Regions from separate parts of the Zea mays genome. Here all the other regions are linked to region 1. Evidence: chromatin contacts called from public Hi-C data. All regions are on one chromosome and are shown on one strand. The core of a region is the stretch at or near the end of the contact, and the rest is flanking DNA. Distances in the headings are between cores, read along the strand shown. Region 1 holds the start of LOC100192866. Region 2 has its middle 6.7 kb from the start of LOC100286263. Region 3 holds the start of LOC100383723. Region 4 overlaps LOC100383723.

Evidence for each region. A called contact is a pair of places that touch in the nucleus more often than the background predicts.
Region 2: a contact with region 1 is called in a Hi-C map of ear, with 1.6 times the contacts expected there. The contact joins the enhancer-like site here to the promoter of LOC100192866 in region 1. A contact is called at or near these places in 2 of 25 Hi-C or Micro-C datasets (ear and tassel).
Region 3: a contact with region 1 is called in a Hi-C map of leaf, with 2.5 times the contacts expected there. The contact joins the promoter of LOC100383723 here to the promoter of LOC100192866 in region 1. A contact is called at or near these places in 6 of 25 Hi-C or Micro-C datasets (bundle sheath, ear, leaf and 1 more).
Region 4: a Hi-C map of tassel shows a contact between it and region 1, with 4 times the contacts expected there. The contact joins the enhancer-like site here to the promoter of LOC100192866 in region 1. A contact is called at or near these places in 8 of 25 Hi-C or Micro-C datasets (ear, endosperm, leaf and 2 more).

Annotation. Positions count from the first base shown.
Region 1 is chr4:152,143,992-152,146,691 of Zm-B73-REFERENCE-NAM-5.0, forward strand. LOC100192866 reads left to right here and starts at 1,437. Exons shown (of 11, transcript NM_001358594.1): 1 at 1,437-1,765. LOC103653834 (a long non-coding RNA gene) reads left to right here. Exons shown (of 2, transcript XR_565747.1): 1 at 1-830; 2 at 961-1,160.
Region 2 is chr4:152,330,318-152,333,017 of Zm-B73-REFERENCE-NAM-5.0, forward strand. No RefSeq gene overlaps it. Among protein-coding and RNA genes, the nearest start is that of LOC100286263, 6.7 kb to the right of the region's middle. Within about 2 kb of position 1,449, at least 8 of the 20 cell types and tissues checked have an H3K27ac peak or open chromatin away from gene starts, as enhancers often do. A contact at or near this core is called in ear and tassel, where this site is marked.
Region 3 is chr4:151,892,144-151,894,843 of Zm-B73-REFERENCE-NAM-5.0, forward strand. LOC100383723 reads left to right here and starts at 1,293. Exons shown (of 16, transcript NM_001321632.1): 1 at 1,293-2,073. The coding sequence starts at 1,795.
Region 4 is chr4:151,912,018-151,914,717 of Zm-B73-REFERENCE-NAM-5.0, forward strand. It overlaps LOC100383723, which reads left to right. Exons shown (of 16, transcript NM_001321632.1): 16 at 241-890. The coding sequence ends at 346. Among protein-coding and RNA genes, the nearest start is that of LOC100383723, 20 kb to the left of the region's middle. Within about 2 kb of position 1,439, at least 9 of the 20 cell types and tissues checked have an H3K27ac peak or open chromatin away from gene starts, as enhancers often do. A contact at or near this core is called in ear, endosperm, leaf and 1 more, where this site is marked.

The DNA.
Region 1 (2,700 bases), core at 187-2,686:
GTGCCCGCGTCCGGGTCGCCGCAACCTCGCACCGCCGGCCGGTACCCGCACCCTGGGCCGCCGCGGCCTCGCCAGGAGACCGCGCTGTGAGCTGTACTGCGCAGGGAGGCACGCCCGCCATAGGGCAGATCCGTGGCCGCTCTAGGGAGCTAGCGTGGCACTCGCTTGGCCCGAGTCGCGGTGCTGCTCGCTCTTGGCCGAGTCCCACCGTTTGCCCGCGCGATGGCCTCGCCCGCGCCTAGGCCGACCTTGATGTTCCAGGCGATCCCACTCCCCCACCCCCTCCCCCCAACCGGCCGTCGTGATGGCAACCGCCACTGGCCGGACAGAGGGCCATTAGGCCCTCCCATTGGGGTAGGAAGATAGGGCCACCCCGTTTGGGCGGTGGCCAGTGAAGATGACGCGTCCTCGTGGAGCGTCGACGACGCGAGGGGGCTGTCCACGACGGGAAGCGATGGTTCCAACAAGCACCGATGCCGGCGGCAAAGGGGAACGACGTTCAACTGCCCCTGCAGTGGGTGGAGGCGGCGGTGGTGCCGCCAAATCGACTTTCATGGGGGCAGATGCAGACGACCCCGCGTCAACCACCAGCACCGGTGGTGACGGGGATGCAGTGGGGAGGCCGCACTCCACCACCGGCAGTGGGACGACCGCTGCCCACCCATGCAGCACGCAGAAGTGCACGTTTTGCACTTGCACGCGGCGTTTAGGGATCTCGTGCACAGTGCACTGGTGGAAGCGCTGCGGCTTGCCCAGTGGCGAACGCCTCCAACATCGCATCATCAACAGTGTGTAGAACTTCGTGCATACGACGTATGCGCATGGAAATGGTATGCTCCATACCTTGCTGTTGATTTGCAGATTGCTGTTATTGTTCTTGTCAAGAACAACAAGTGTTCTTCCTTCTTCCTCTGATTTCCCTTTGAGACAATGCTGATAACGTGTTGAACTATTTTGCAGTGCTCAGTGGTAAAGGGAGAAAGGACAGAGACAAATGACAGTAACAGTTGCTTTATTGTAGAGAGTTTGTGAATATATACAACTGTAAGGGTACTACCCAAGGGGTGTGTCCCTTGGGGTTGAATTGATCACAACAATATTTTGTAACACTTCTATCCTTTTCAAGGGCCGTGTCAAAGATTTTGGGATTCTGATAAAAATATCTGTACACTATCCAAACAGGCATGCAAAATAGTGAGGCAAACTCTTAAAATCTTTAATTCCTTTTCATGCCATATAATCCAGATTTCAGAATCTTTAGTAATACAAATCGAAATAGGACCCCAACCCAGGTTTGATGGAGACTTATCATCGGTAATCCGAGGATCGGGACATTATTGACAATCCCTCGTTCGAAAACAACTGATAATTTCTTTTGATTCTCGTGTTTCCATGCTGGAAACTTGAGACCGTTAAAGGTACAGTGAACCCAAACCGAATGACAGCCATCACCCTATCACCATACGAACAGCGGCAAAATGGGGGAAAGGCGGAGCGGGAGGGCCCCAAATCGGAATTACGGATGAACACCTAGACCTCAATAGACCACGACGGATCCATCGTATCCCCGAATTAAAACGCCTTCCGCCCTCGATTTAACTTCGACCACCACTTCCAGGTGGGCCAGACCACTTCTTTCTCCCTTTAAAGTCCCCAGCGTACACGCGAAACCAACAAGCAACAGGAAAGGGCCGCGGCGAGCAGCAGCGGGGGCGGAGTGTGCTGTGGAGCGGCCCGCGTGCGGCGAGGGTCGTCCCTACAAGCCGTAAGCCCCCTCCCTCCCTCACTCACTCCCGAACCTTGTAGAATGCACTAGAACCCCACTGCGGCCTTGCTTTGTTTGGGGGCGGAGGTTGATCTCGTGCGCTTTGCTCCGCCATGGTGTCCCGCGGTTGTTTAGCTAAGTGTAGGTATCTCCGGCTCGTTTCTGTTTTTTTTTTGTTTTTTTTTTGGGGGGGGGGGGGGGGGGGGGGGGGGGCTGCATCGGTGTTGAGAGGTCATGCTGTTTTGTAATTTCTCCGATTTCAGTTTTGGTGCTCGTGTTGTGTGTTCACCCGTTGGTCGTTTGACTCGTCATTGGAGGGTTTGGGTGTGGATTCTCTTATTAGAAGGCACCCACACCAGAGCAGGTACCTTATAGTGTTTTCCCCCGTTTTTGGGTGACTTGTAAACATTTTGCTGCCCAAGGACTCTGAGTCTGGGTGGTCATGCTGTTTTGTAATTTCTCTGATTTTAGTTTCCAGCCTGCGCTCGATTTCAGTTTTGGTGCTCGTGTTGTGTGTTCACCCGTGGTCGTTTGATTCGACATTGGAGGGTTTGGGTGTGGATTCTCTTATTAGAAGGCACCCGCACCGGAGCAGGTAGCTTATAGTGTTTTCCCCCGTTTTTGGGTAACTTGTAAACATTTTGCTGCCCAGGATACTGAGTCTGGGCAATGCCGTTTCTGTCTGCTTTACTACGGCCCTTGTGCTCAACTCGCGATTTCCTTGGTTGAACTCTTGATCGATCATTTGATTTTTCACAGTTTATTTTTTCATTTATGTTAACATGTTGGGCCCTAATTTTGTAAGATGCGTGAAGATGTGGTTGCTGTCATTTGTTGGTTATTTGCGTACTCTATCATGACATGCTACTATGCTAGTATTTCTGACGCTTGGATTCCTCTCTTATTCGACTCTTCCGGCCGATGTATTTTGTAGT
Region 2 (2,700 bases), core at 199-2,698, 190 kb after region 1:
GCAGTCGGCACTGTTCACTGTTCACTTTTGCAGTCGACCGTTGGCGCTATAGCCGTTACTCCGCTTGGCACACCGGACAGTCCGATGAATTATAGCGGGGGGCAATTCCAGAAACCCGAAGGTGGCAAGTTTGGAGTTGATCTCCCTGGTGCACCGGACACTGTCCTGTGCGCCAGACCAGGGTTGCCTTCGGTTGTCTTTTGCTCTTTTTATTTGAACCCTTTCTTGGACTTTTTATTGGTTTGTGTTGAACCTTTGGCACCTGTAGAACTTATAATCTAGAGCAAACTAGTTAGTCCAATAATTTATGTTGGACAATTCAACCACCAAAATCATTTAGAAAAAGGTGAGCCTATTTCCCTTTTAGTTTGGTTGCCAAAAGCACTAGTTGTGTCTAATCAAGTTTTAGCTTTTGAAGTTCTAGAGTATTCTTTAGTCTAGGTTAGCATCCTTCTAATCACACATGGTAACAAGCATTTATTGCAAACAATGCTTTATATCATGAAACCTCATTACACTTCTTACTCGATATAATAGCATGTATCAAGTAGTCTCATTAGTCGCGAGAAGCACTCGATTCAAATCGAGTATTAACCTTGCAATGGAAACCTAAACGACATGACATGTAGGGGCACTCCGTCCCCCACACATATCAACTGCCCCTATTGATCCCCCGTTCGTGGCCAGGGCCCACTGTCTTAGATACAATGCCCCACTACCCCGGACCTAGCCTTGTTGTGACTGTCCTTGTACCCACCATATTCGAAATAGGAGACCAAGTCTCAGAACAAGTGAGGGGGAAAGTCCACGCCTGGCTTTACTCAGATACTAGGCTTACCGATTTACCATATTTCTCGGCATGTGTTTAGTGCTTTCAAAAGCTTGACACACGGTACCACACATTAATCTTTATTCCAATTCCGTTCCATAGACAGAGTATCCCCAGGGATTCGTGTCCACAAACAATCATAATCCCTTCATCAAGATGAGTACAGTCAATTTTTGACCTCGCGCGAGTGCTAGAAAAATCACTCGACTTCTACCGAGATCCCCAATTAGCATAGCAGTTACTCGACTTAGTATGCTAGTATTCATAAAAAAAAACATAAGTTCATATATTTAGGGTTTCAAACAACTCCTACACGTAAGTGTATAATACAACCCTACAATATAGAGTTGCAGTAAAATAACATACATATTAACCATGTGTTCATATCGATTAGGAGCTAATTGTTAATTGTGTGGATCTATCGCTTTAAGGCAACAATTATAGGGGCATTTTGACACGGTTTGTACTGGATGAACCATTACCACCGGCACCACCATATTTAATGCATATAAATGACCACACGAACCGATTAAAATATAAACGCGTGGTGCCTTCTTCCAAGCCCATGCATGGGTCACCTGAGACTTCCTGGCGCCCATCTGGCCATCTCCCAGACTCCCACTACCTCCCGTCCTCTCCACACACAGCACACTCCACAGCACAAGGAGCGCCTCCTAACTCTCGCCACTTGTAGCTAGCTACCTTGCGCTTGCATAGCTGCTCCCGGCCGGTGGAGTCGGAGAAGCTAGCGGCCAGCCATGAGACACGCTCCATCGTCGCCGGCCATGCTCCTGTTGTTGCTCCTGGCCACTTTCACCTACATCAGCTGCAGAGCTCCGAAGCCCGATGCGGCGACCGCGGCGCGGAAGCACGGCGGCGCCGTCCTGTGGACGGTGCGCCCGCCGCCTCGGACGGCGCCGCCCGATGTCGGCGGCGACATGGGCGCAAGGGCGGTGCAGGGCGAGTCCAAGAGGCTGGTTCCCCAGGGCCCCAACCCACTGCACAACTAGCCTGAAGCCAGCTCTGGGCTGGGGACACAGGCACTGCTACAACCCCACGTACGTGCTCTGTCGCGCTGTCTGCAATTCGTGTTTTAATTTCTTCGGCATTTCGGCCTTGCTGTTGTAACTATAGTAGTTAGCGATTAACAAAAATATAGAAGTCATAATGACACAAGACTGTTGTACTGAACTACTGACGCCATGTAATGTCGAGTAGCACAAAGATTGTGAAGTCATGCCCAATCGGTCAATCCATGCTTCGATCAATTCGTTGCCTGTAGCGTGAAGCTATTAACCATTTGTAGCTCAATCGGCTCCGTGCTACAACGCTTTTACAGTTCTAGAGCCGAAGGTGAGAAGAGCCATGCCAAAGACTGTCCTTTATGAGGTGTTTGGTGTGATGAATCACTCTATCCAAAATGAAGTGGTGTATCATGAGTCTATTTCTTAAATTTGGTGGGATGACTTTATTCCACATATTAATACTAAACAACTATTTAGGGCTGATTTGGTGACAAAGGGATCCCGGGGGATTGAGGGGGAAATGAACTAATTTCCCCCTCAATCCCCTCCAATCCTCCCGTGATCACTGGTCACCAAATCAGCCCTTATGAGGAATGAGGTGGTGATGGATTAACTCACTTCATTCCACAAACCAAACAAAAAATGAGGAGTGAGAGATGATAGACTATATCATTTCTCAAACCAAACACTCTATTAGGGTCTCTTTGGTGTGGTGGTAAGGTATTAGGTATATAAATAAATAAAAATGTGATAGAAAAACTTTGTTTAGTTTTATAAGTCAGCGTGTAAAATCCGTAGTTTATTCATATACATAGAGACATTCTAAGTGCTGTTTCTAAAACTCTA
Region 3 (2,700 bases), core at 43-2,542, 250 kb before region 1:
GGAGGAGGCCTCTGTTTTTGGGGGCCGGTGCGGCCACACCCTCTGTACCCCTCAGGTACGACCCTGTTAATGCAAATGGTCTTAGAAAATCTTTTATTATGTGATTAAAACATCTATTTTTTGGATAACCACTTAGCAAGAATTATGGAGAAAAAACGATCGATCTCTCTCATTCTCTAGTAACATTGCTTTGTAAAAAAGCGGTCAAACACCCTCCCGCCCACCACACGTTCCTAGAACTAAACTATTTTGCCATGGAGGAGGCGTAAATGAAAAATTAGAAGAAAAAATCTACAACTGTCAAGTTTTTCATACCGCCATTGTATAATTAAACTATTTCGAATTTCAAAGAGTATTTCAGATATACTTAATTATTTATTTTACTGATATATAAAATTTAGGTTCTAATTTATCTTATTTACTAAGATATAAAAAATTAGACTGTTTGTACCTTTTAACACAAAACGAATTAAAATTTAAATTTAATATATTAATGGAGTAAATAATAAATTTATAAAATATTATTTTTACAACTTCAATAATTTAATTACATGATTATTATAAAAGTGATTATAGTACAATTTTTATTAATACAAAATAAAAAATGTAAAAACACACATAAATTTATAATACTAACTATGTCCTAAAATATTTGTCACTCAGTTAATTTATTTTAAAATGCGATAAATAAAAAAAGCACGGCGACAGCAGTTGCCAGGCGATAATACAAACGGAGCAAGCTATCCGGCTAGGACTAGGCGTTTGGTACTTCGGTTCGGTTTCTCGGTTCTTCAAAAACTAGAACCGAAATAAAAAGATAAAGAAACCAGAACCGACTAGTTCGATTCTCGGTTCTTCGGTTTGGTTCCTCGGTTCTAACCGAACTGTACAATCACTCTAAAATTCTGAATAACGACAACTTTTATGAGAAATTTCAGCAACATCTTCCCACAAACAACCACAAGTGCACAATGACCATAATTTCATAGATAATACATGGATGATTAGAGGTTCAACATAAGTCGATAAAACAACATCCGAAGTTACAAACACATGTAACAAATTGAATCTAATACTTTTGGTTTTTCGGTTCTTTGGAGTGCAGAACCGAAAATATCTCATTTATTTTGGTTCTCAAAAGACCAGAACCGAATTTCATAACAGTTCCTTCGGTTCGATTAGTTCAGTTTCGGTTCTCGGTTATTTCGGTTCGGTTCCTCAGTTCCGGTTCTTTTTGCCCATGCCTATATCCGGCTATCCCTATCCGCCCACGCCCTCTCCCGTGCCTGCCGCAACCCCCATGCCCCATCCCCCTCCACCTGCCAAAATAAATCCATGCGCTCTCCAGCTCGGTGCTGCAATCCCATCAAAAGCTAGGGTTTCACGCCTCTCCCGACTTCACAGTTCACATTCCTCTCCTCCCCTTCCCACCTCCCCAACTCGGCCGCCGTAGACGCGGTGGCGCACGAACTGCCCTAGATTTGAGCGAGCCACCCTGCGAATCTTCACCTGACGCACAAAGTCTGTCAGAGACAGTGAAGAATTCGAACACGATCTTAAACATCGTTGATTAAGACCACACACAAACACATCTACCTGGCTTCCCCCCTATCAGTTGTTTTTGTGTGTTTTTTTTTGCTGTTTCGGACGATTCATAAGAACCGACCTGCAAGGCTTGCAGATCTACCTTGAGAACCAGGGCCCTTGTTTTGGACGTCCAGAACGAACCCTTGACCCTGCGGATCTGCTTGATCCGTTTTGGATCTGCTTGTTTTTTTGCTGGATCTGGAGAGAATGTTCAAGTCGATGGTTTATTACGTGAACACCTCAATCGGAGAGGTGGAGGTGTGGCCCAAGGGCGAGGCGAGCGCGGGCCTGACCATGGCGGCGTGGGCGCGAGAAATCCGCGTTGAACGCATTTCCCCGCCCAGCGAGCGGTGCCCTCCGCTGGCCGTCATGCACACCGTGGCCGTCGGCGCCCGATGCCTCGTCATGGAGTCCAGGCCGCCCGTTGTCGCCGACGTTGTGCCGCCTCTCGTCGTCATGCACACCGCTTGCCTCAGGGAGAACAAGGTATATACAGATTATTCCTGACATAAAAAGAGGTTCACATCCATCGTAAAAAAAGAGAGAATAATCAAAACACATGAAAGGACATACGAGATTTTACATGTCAGAAATTTTACATGATGGACGCTTTGATGGAAGGAATTTTTTAATTCTTATTACATGGACAAGCTTACCAGGACATAATTAGTTCTTACATAGGATTTGAATAATTCTGTAATTCTGTTAATCTTGCTTGAACGGTCACTGGACAAGGATTTTTGGCAGGATGTCAACGGTGGCTAAGAATGCACTGATATCTTTGAACTCATTCCTAACTCCACAATCAACCAAACTACAGAATTTTTAACTTCACTGAGGCTAGTTTGAAGGGCTTCAGAAACAGAGATTTAAGTTTCACAATTTGGATGTCTGAATGACATGTATTGGTGCTTTGGAACTGGGACACACATCTAATAGCTTGTGAAAATATGACATTTATGTGGTACTTGTGGACTTTGAATCACTGGATGTAGTGTTAGTTGAGATAACGTTGTACATCACACTAATATGATTTGAATTTTGATTCCTAATTTCTGATAATGAGCTGAACATTAAAACGTATAATATGGAATGCCTAGGTCTGTCACATGA
Region 4 (2,700 bases), core at 189-2,688, 230 kb before region 1:
ACATGTGGATTGAGTGGTATGGAGTCGGTTTAAATCTATAGTAAGTCAAAATCCATTTCAATCCATTCCGCATAGAATTGGAGTAACCGAACAAGACATTTCATGTTCCAGACACCATTCAGAATTTTTTTGCAGCTTTTGGTATGTCTATCCATGTGTGGACTAGATTCCCATCAAAGTATTTTATGTTTATAGCTTATATTTCATATTATTTGAATGACTAATTCTTGTTTACTCCAGGTCATTGGCACCAAATTTTAACAAGCGGTTCAAGCCAGATTTTCCAAGGACCGTACAAAGAGTTCCTTACGGAACATATTCTAGGATCGAAGGTCATGTTCCTTAAGAGGTCTGCATAAATGATGTGCCTGGGCGCTAAACTTCAAAACTGGATGAAGCTTTGAACTGTCAGGTCTTCACACATTGAATGCAAGCCGTAGATTCCTGGCTTATAGTTGGCTTCCAAGGCTCTCACAAGCTGCCACTGGCTGAGAGTACCGACGAATATAAAATACGTACTTCATTTAAGTAAGCGCCAAGAGATTGAAGGATTAATGGTGGCCATAACTTTATGCAGAATTTCATTGCCATGATCTTACCAGTCACAAGTGTTACCCCATGTTGTCAACTTGGCATAATCGTTGACCTGGAAGTTTAACGGTTGAACCAGGGACCGGCATGCAGCTCCATTTCTTTTTTGGTGTGTGTCCATGGATCAAAGAGCAGCGCCGTGGTTGGGCATTTTTACCCTTCCTTTGGTTTAGGTGAAAGTTGGACCTCTGTAGCTCGGAGTCTTAGCAGGTAGCCAGTTTTTATTTCTGATAAGTTTTTAGGCAAGTTGTAAGTTGTAGCACAAAATCGATCACTTGATAGTATTAACATTGCATTGATGTAGACATGTAGTCATCTTTGTAGCTGTACTCTAGGCAAGCAACACGAATCCAGTGGCTTACATCATTCATTTGTATGCTGTAGTCATCTTGTAATATATGGCCCATTTCTTTGCAAGGCTGGAAATTTGCCTCTCTAAGGGCCAGTTTAAGAGTCCAAAAACCGGAGGGAACTGGAGGGGTTAAAACCCACTTTTTTTATTCAAGGGTATTAGCTTCTCCAATCTCCTCCGATTTTTGGACTTCTAAACTGTGGCTAGTTTGGAAACTCTATTCTTCCAAAGGATTCCTATTTTTCTAAGAAAAAAATAAAGTAATTTCTCTTCGAAAAATAAAAATCCTGTGGTTTCCAAATTATCCGTAATTCTTTCTTCCCCTCAATCTCATTGTGCACCGACTAGTCACATGTAGCTTAATCAGTGAATTGAGTGCTTACATCAACTAACATTGGAGAGCTCAAGTTTCCAGCGAGCATGTAGGCTCAAACTAAGCGGTTGTTTTTCAGTCCAATATATTTCGTGCAAAAACAATTGTATCGACCTTTCTATGCCTACGTGGTTATTTGGGCTGTCTGACCTGGCACGGTCCAGGCCGGTCCTGGCCCGATCGAGCTGGGCCTATGCTATGTCCCTGATTCTTTCGGCTTTTCGCAGTTTTCTGGCCACCAAAAGCTGCTGCGGATTATCAAACATTTAGCTTTTCAACCAGCTTCTATAAAATTTGTTTGGGTAAAAACCATTCAAAATCAACATAAATATATAATCGGTTGAGTCGTCGCAATAGTAGTAATCCGTCACTTTATAGATCCTGAGCCCCATGGACAACTTTATCTTCTTCCGCACGTAATTCTAATGATACTCAGATTCTCTACACAGCCAGATTCTCCCCATATCTGATTCTCGGAAAAGCTGGTCAGAAAAAAGCTGAACTAAATAGGCCCATATGTCTCTTACCTAGGTCTCTTTTTAGCTCTGGTCCGTTTAAATTTGTAATTATGGACATTTTGATAATTTTTTGTTGTTTTGTTATTGATGAAAATGGGACGAAAACATTATAGGTGTCTGTAACACCCTGAATTTGGGGGTATAAAATTTCTTTCTTATAATCATCCAAATTCAGGTGTTACTCTTCTCTATCTCACTTCAGTTTCTCTCTCTAGTTTCCCCTCTCTCTTTCTCTTTTAATTAGAGTTAGTTGTATTAGTGAAGGATTATTTATTTTATTTTGCCCAAAACATATGAGTCATGGAATGTTGCATCATATTGAACCACAAATATTCTTTGAATTGTTGCACATGGTTGGTTTGGTTTGAATTTGAAATTTGATTTGAATTGAAAACCCTAGAGAAAATAAATAGAAAAGGCAATAGATATTCCAGGAAAATAGAAAAGGCCATTTCAGCCTAAGCCGACCCATTTAAGCCCAGCCCACGCGCGCGCCCGCGTGCCCCCTGCGTCTGATAGGCGGGTCCCGCCTGTCGGCGCCAACCCAAGCGCGCTTCCCTCTCCCTCTCTCTTTGTCCCATGGGCCAGTCCTGTCGGCGCTGTTTCCCTCGCGCGCACCTGCTCCCTCTCTCTCTCTGTCCCGACGTCCCCACCTGTCAGCTCGTCCCTAACCTCTCGCCCACGATCTCCCGCCGTGGACGCGCCCACGACTGCACGTTCTCCGGCCACGTCCGAGCCCTCGCGGCCCTTTTAACCCCCGCGCCCTGCTTGCCCACCTCCCCTCTCTCATTTGTGCCCTCTGCCCAGCTCCCTCGCCCTCTCTCTCGCTCTGCCTGCGCGAACCGAGAGCTCCGCCACCGCCCGCT